Linked DNA regions of Mus musculus: region 1 is linked to region 2. Evidence: chromatin contacts called from public Micro-C data. All regions are on one chromosome and are shown on one strand. Each heading gives the region's core, a stretch centred on a gene start, on an enhancer-like site or on the middle of the called end of the contact. The rest is flanking DNA. Distances are from core to core; before and after follow the strand shown. Region 1 has its middle 6.3 kb from the start of Gm46521. Region 2 holds the start of Rps19bp1 (ribosomal protein S19 binding protein 1).

Region 1 (3,195 bases), core at 183-2,682, 45 kb after region 2:
CAGCCTGGTCTACAAAGTGAGTTTCAGGACAGCCAGGGCTACACAAAGAAACCCTGTCTCAAAAAAAAAAAAAAAAAAAAAGAGAGAGACAGAGAGAGAGATTAAAGGTTGATGCAGGGTCTTTCAAACCATATTTCTTGAGGCAGGTTTCCCACCGGACCCCAGAGCTTTCTGATTTACCTAGTCTAGCTCACTTGCTTCGGGGAATTCCTGTCTCCACTTCCTGAGGCTTACAGGTTGACCACCACACCTGCCTGGCATTTACATGAATACTGGGGATTTGAACTCTGGTCTTCGTGCTTGTACAACAAGTACTTTCTCTACTGGGTCCTCTCCCCACCCCCACCAGTGAGCTTTGAGCCCTGCCCCACTTCTTCTGCTTTCCCCAGTTAAAAGAGGGAACTCTGCATAACTTATGTAAATTTGATTTAAATGTGATTTTTGGCTACTGGGCTGGAGTGGTGCACATCTTTAGTGATCTCAGGACTCAGGAGGCAAAGGCAGGTAGATCTGTAAGTTTGAGGCCAGCCTGGTCTAAAGAGAAACCTGTCTCAATAGACAGACAAAAAGTTTCAAAAATTAAATAATGTGTGCCAAGCATGGTGGTGTAGATGTGAGTGTGTGTGAATGTGTGTGTGTGTGTGTGTGTGTGTGTGTGTGTGTGAGTGTGGGGGTGGGGATAGGGAGGTGTACTGTTGGTATTGGTGTTGTCTTAGTATTTACCCCTGGTTGTCTCGGAACTCAATGTGTAGGCTAAACTGGCCTTGAATTCACAGAGATCTGACTGCTTTTCTCTCTGCCTCCTGAGTGCTGGGATTAAAGGTGTGTAATACCGTATCTGAGTGTTTCTTTTTTCTTTGTAGGTTTTTTGTTTGGTTATTTTTGGGGTTTTGTTTTGTTTTTGTTTTAGACTGGGTCACATGCAGTCCAAGCTGGCCTCATACTCCTGGGTTGTTGAGTCATATCTGTCCCAGGCACATAAAAGCCATTCCAAAACATTCCAAAAGAGTAGCTACTGTTTGTGTGTGTGTGTACCTCAGGATACCTCCCCATATCCAGCTGATGGCACTGGATAAATGAGTGGTCAAGACCAGGATGGAGAGGACAGGGAAGTAATCTCAGATGGAAGCTGAGTTCCACACTGGCCCTGCCGAGTCTCAGGAGACCTCGATGCCTTGGGACCCTTGCAACAGGCAGCTGACCAGGGAGCTGGGCGCTGAGTAGGGAGGGCTCCCTGGAGAGGTGCAACCAGCCCTACTTTGTTGGGGATTGAGATCCACAGGCAGAGCAGACAGATTTCTAGGAAGATAAGAAGGTCAGCAGGACAATGAAGAAGCGGGAAGAGGCAAAGAAAAACAGATGAGTCACAGGGGCGAAGGGAAGAAGCCCAGGGAGGAAATGCATGACCCGTGTGTCACGTATACCACATCGAAGGAGGGGGAGGGGCACAGGGGATTTTTAAACCTCCACCAAGCTCAGACTCTGCTGCCAGGCGCATGCGCGCGCGCACACACAACTGCCCACCGCAGCTGGAGACCTGTAATACACACACCCCATCTGACAGATGAGCATCCAGGAGCCGGACGTGAGCAAGGGAGGGCTGCTAGGTGCTGAGGAGACCGGACATAGACAGCTGAGGTGCCAAGGGTGACATCTTGTCCTCATTTCTTTCAGAAAACTATCTGTTCTCTTCCTTGACTAGTAAAGGCTCAACTCTGACTTTCCTAAGCGTCTAAACTGATCTGAGATTCCACCCAAGTCATCCAGATCTGCTCAGGATGGTCAACAGACCTAACGGAAGCCAACAAGATCCAAGCCCAAGAGTTTATTTTGTTTGGGGGTTTTGGTTTTTCAAGACAAGGTTTCTCCGTGTAGTCCTAGCTGTCCTGAAACTCTGACAAGCAGGCTGGCCTCAAACTCAGAAATCCACCTGCCTCTGCCTCTCAGGTGCTGGGATTAAAGGTGTGCATCACCATGCCTGGCTCAGAAAATTTTTAAAGATTTTCATTTGTATTGATTTTTCAAAACAGGGTTTCTCCTGTAGTACTTGCTATCCTGGAACTCTCTGTAGACCAGGTTGGCTTCAAACTCAGGTCCCAAGAGATGCTCCTGCCTCTGACTCCTGAGAGCTGGGATTAAAGGCACACATCACCATCACCTAGCCAAGATTTGTCTTTCTTAATCTTATGAGTATTTTGTCTGTGTCTAAGTAAGGACACTGCAAACTTGTACTGGTGCCCACAGAGACCAGAAGAGAGCTCTAGGTCCCCTGAAACTGGAGTTACACATGGCTGTGGTAACTTGTGGGTGCTGGATATCAAACTCATGTCCCCTTAGAAAGCAACCCTTGTTAAGCTCTGAGCAGTCTCTCCAGGCCCACTAGCTTTACTTTGAGAAAGATCTAGTAAGTAACAAAATCTTGGCTAACCTGGAACTCTGTATGTAGACCAGGATGGCCTCAAACTTATAACAGTGTTCCTACCTCTATCTCTCAAATGCTGAGATTATGGAAGCACACCACCGTGCCCAGCTCAAGCACAAGACTGTGTGCCTGCACAGATGTGCACACAAGCAGATGTGCACTGGTTCACATGTGCATGTAGAGGCTAAGGTCCATGTCCAGTGTCATCTTTAGTCACTTCTCTACCTTGTTTTTAATTTTTTTTATGTATATGAGTACACTGTCGCTGTCTTCAGACACACCAGAAAAGGCATCAGATCCCATTACAGACGGTTGTTAGCCACGTGGTTGCTGGGAATTGAACTCAGGACCTCTGGAAGAGCAGTCAGTGCTCTTAACTACTGAGCCATCTCTCCAGCCCTCCACCTTATTTATTTATTCATATTTGAGACAGGGTGTCTCACTGAAGCTGGAGTTCACCCATTAGCTCGACTGCCTGGCCAGCAAACTCCAGGAACCCGTCTGCCTTCCCAGTCCTAGGGATGCTAGATATGTGCCACTGAGCCTAGCTTGTTTGTTTCTGTGGCCCTGATCCCTGGACTCCAGGTACTTTACCAACCAAGCCATCTTCCAAGTCTCCAGGCGCAGGGCTGTTAGGGAAAAGAACCTGTTCCTTCTGTCTGAAGAAAAGAGAAAGTGAAGCTGGGAGCTGTTGCAACCATCTCAGAAGCTCGAAGACTAACGGTACAGGGACAGCTCGCAAAGTCGAGGCCAGTGAGCTATGGAGCCGGATG
Region 2 (3,204 bases), core at 584-3,083:
CATTTTCACTCCCCATTCACAGACCGGCTAGCGCTTCATGGCTCCCACATACCAGGTGCTGGTTACGAGTCTCCACAAGTGAAATAAACCAGGCAGGGTTTCTCCTCATTGCCAAAAAATAATAATTTCTTCTGGGTTAGGAGGTTAGAAAGCTTGTTTGGCACTCAAGAGTCTGCATTTGATCATCAGCACTGCAAAAACACACGAAAGTGACGAAAAAGAAACCTCTAGACTAGAGGTTCTCAACCTTTTTGGTGTCATACGCTCTTTTCACTCTTAAAAACTCAGGGCTGAAGAGAAGGCTCAAAATAACCAAGAGCACTAGATGCTCTTCCAGCAGACTTGGGGTCGTCTCACATCAGCCTGTAATTATGCTTACTTCTGGCCTCCACAGGCATGGGGTATACCTATGGTGCACAGACATACATGCAGGCAAAAATCCATATGTGTGTGTGTGTGTGTGTGTGTGTAATATATATAAATATATGTATACTTAAATTAAAAACAAAAACGAAGCCAGGTGGTGGTGGCACACGCTTTTAATCCCAGCACTTGGGAGGCAGAGGCAGGCTGATTTCTGAGTTCAAAGCCAGCCTGGTCTACAGAGTGAGTTCCAGGACAGTCAGGGCTGCACAGAGAAACCCTGTCTTGAGAGGGGGGGGGGGGAACTCATGTAACCAGAGAACATTTATGTGTAATATTTATCGATAGAATATTTACATCTATGTGTAATATTGATTGTAATATTTATTGATCTATCAGACTAAAAACTGACCTTTTTTTTTTCAATACTAGGGATTAAATCCAAGCATTCTACCGCCAAGCTATTAATACATCCTAGCTCTTCTTATTAATCTGTAACCCAGACTGGTCTAGAATTTGGAGTGTAGCTATGTGATATAAACTGACCTGAAACTTGCCACTCTCCTGCCTCGGCTTCCCAGGTGCTGGTATTCTAAGTGTTCTGGTATCACTGTGCCCAGCAGTATTTACTGTTTCGCCTGACAACCAACTCATTGCTTAATAACATAAACAGTATTTTGCAGCAAATAGCTGTATTTTTCAAAACAAAGCACTTTATTTTGCATGTTTGCAAATCTATTTCTTTGTTGGGGTTTTTTTTTTTTTTTGGTCTTTTGTTTGGTTTTTTCCTTTTGTTAGTTTTGGTTTGGTTTGTTTGTTTGTTTGTTTGTTTGTTTGTTTGAGACAGAGTCTTGCTATGTAGCCCAAGTTAGCCTGGAACTCAGAGCAACAATCTCTGTTCAATCTCCCAAGTATTGGGACTACAAAGTACGACACCTAACCTCCTTGGCTTTACTGATTCTCACACAGATTCTCACAGTGCACGGGACCGGTGTAATGCTTTGAAGGTCATGAAAACTGTCTAAGCCCGGCAAAGTGGCTTAGGTCTGTAAATCCGGCCCTTGGGCGGCAGAGAGAGAAGGATCAGGAGTTCAAAGTCATCCTCAGCTACAATCGAGTTCAAGGACAGCCTAGGCTAGATGTATCCTTGTCTAAAAAGAAAGTAGAAAGAATCACTTCTTTTGCAGGAACTCAGTCTATTCCACACTTGGCCCCTGGACAGAATTGACCAGTAAGGCTAGAAGTCGAGTCTGCCCGCCCACACAGCCTGGATCACCAGAGACCTGTTGCTTAGAAATTGAACAACTGTGGCTTCTGCGCTTTGGACACGCCCCTAGCTCCCCGCTCCTCCGGGGCTATAGGAAAGCCATTGAGCCTGCGTTCTAAGGCAGCACTTCCGCTCGCTGCGGAACCCTGAGCTCCTGCTCCAGTTTCTGCCGAGGAGCGAACACCGCCAGGGCGGAAGTAGCTCGCCGCGTGTGGGCGGGGCTCGGAAACATGTCGGCGGCGTTAGTGCGGCGCGGTTTGGAGCTTCTGGCGGCGTCCGAGGGTGAGGAGAGCAGGTCCTGCGACAGTCGCGCTGTGTAGGAGAGCCAGCCGGGCGGGTGGGGAGGGAGAGCGCGCCCTTCAACTCGGTCCTTCGCTGCCTTTCCCCGTAGCTCCCCGTGCGGTCCCGGGCCAGGTCCAGGCTAGCGGGACTCCGGCGAAGCGGACCCGGAGGGCGCGGGCCAAGGCCTCCCAGGCTCTGAAACTGCGGAACTCAGCGAAGGGAAAGGCGCCTAAGTCCGCTCTAGGTGAGTTGAGAAAGACTGTGAGCGCTTCTTAGAATTGGGGGCAGCGCCTTCGAGTCGGGAGTTCCAAACGTTCCCCGAGACTCCACAAGGAAAAGGCAAAATGAATGTTCAAATCGTGGGGGACAGGTTTCGAACCCAAGCAATCTAATTCCCAGGTCTGCCGCTGTCTGCTATGTGGCAGTTAACAGGATGAGAGAAAGAGGGAAAAGCCTGGGAGTGGTGACACACATCTGTCATCCCTGCACTTGAGAGGTGGAGGCAGGAGAATCAGAAGTTCTGTGTCTTTCCGTGGTGAGTTCAGGGCAAGACCTAATCGTGAAGGCAGATGAAACGCAAGACCCAGGCGCTTGTGAGCTCTAGCCGTGGTGGGGAGAGAAACATCAGAGAGTCTCTCTTAATTATTTATTTATTTATTTATTTGGCTTTTTGATACAGAGTTTCTCAGTATAGCCCTGGCTGTCCTGGAACTTACTCTGTAGACCAGGCTGGCCTCGAACTCAGAAATCTACCTGCCTCTGCCTCCCAAGTGCTAGGATTAAAGGCGTGCGCCACACGCTTACTCTGTAGACCAGCCATCAGAGAGTCTCAAAACTAACAAGCAGGGTTTTGCCAAGTGAGTGAGGCTTGTGAGGTGAAAGGCTCTGCAGTGCTCCGAGGAAGAATCAAACTAACAAGCCAAGGTGGAAGCAACGTTAAGGCATCTGAGAAGGTTTTAGCCAGAAAGGCTTGAGAATTTGGAAGAAGGCTAACGGGTAAGATGAGCAAGAGGCAAGATGGAGGACCCATCAGGGATAGAGGGCTGGCTCACTGGTTAAGAGCACTTGCTGCTTGCTCTTCCAGAGGACCTGGAGCCCCCCAGAAGCCCACAAAGCTGCTCACAGCCCACTGTAACTCCAGGTCTGGGGATTAGATACCCTCTTCTGATTCCACAGACGCTCACTTGGGGTGCACATACATACACTAAGGCACGCAACACACACACATTTATGAAATGAAGCACTCAGTCAACAGTTTACCCTTCTAAACTAACTAACTCGTTTGACCCTCA

What was found. Hi-C and Micro-C count contacts between places; a contact is called where the count stands out from the background.
Region 1: a Micro-C map of embryonic stem cells shows a contact between it and region 2, with 4 times the contacts expected there. The contact joins the enhancer-like site here to the promoter of Rps19bp1 in region 2. A contact is called at or near these places in 6 of 39 promoter capture datasets (HPC-7-derived erythroid cells, embryonic stem cells, liver and 3 more), 5 of 15 datasets of contacts at CTCF or cohesin (CD8 T cells, the G1E-ER4 cell line, the NIH/3T3 cell line and 2 more), 117 of 484 Hi-C or Micro-C datasets (the 63-12 cell line, the AML12 cell line, B cells and 57 more), 30 of 115 datasets of contacts at active chromatin or transcription factors (the 230-238 cell line, CD8 T cells, the HPC-7 cell line and 16 more) and 5 of 9 other capture datasets (adipose tissue, embryonic tail, liver and 2 more).

What each region holds. Positions count from the first base shown.
Region 1 is chr15:80,217,673-80,220,867 of GRCm38.p6, reverse strand. No RefSeq gene overlaps it. Among named protein-coding and RNA genes, the nearest start is that of Gm46521, 6.3 kb to the left of the region's middle. Within about 2 kb of position 1,432, at least 161 of the 459 cell types and tissues checked have an H3K27ac peak or open chromatin away from gene starts, as enhancers often do. A contact at or near this core is called in the 230-238 cell line, the 63-12 cell line, the AML12 cell line and 37 more, where this site is marked.
Region 2 is chr15:80,262,935-80,266,138 of GRCm38.p6, reverse strand. Rps19bp1 (ribosomal protein S19 binding protein 1) reads left to right here and starts at 1,833. Exons shown (of 4, transcript NM_175109.3): 1 at 1,833-1,912; 2 at 2,022-2,156. The coding sequence starts at 1,861.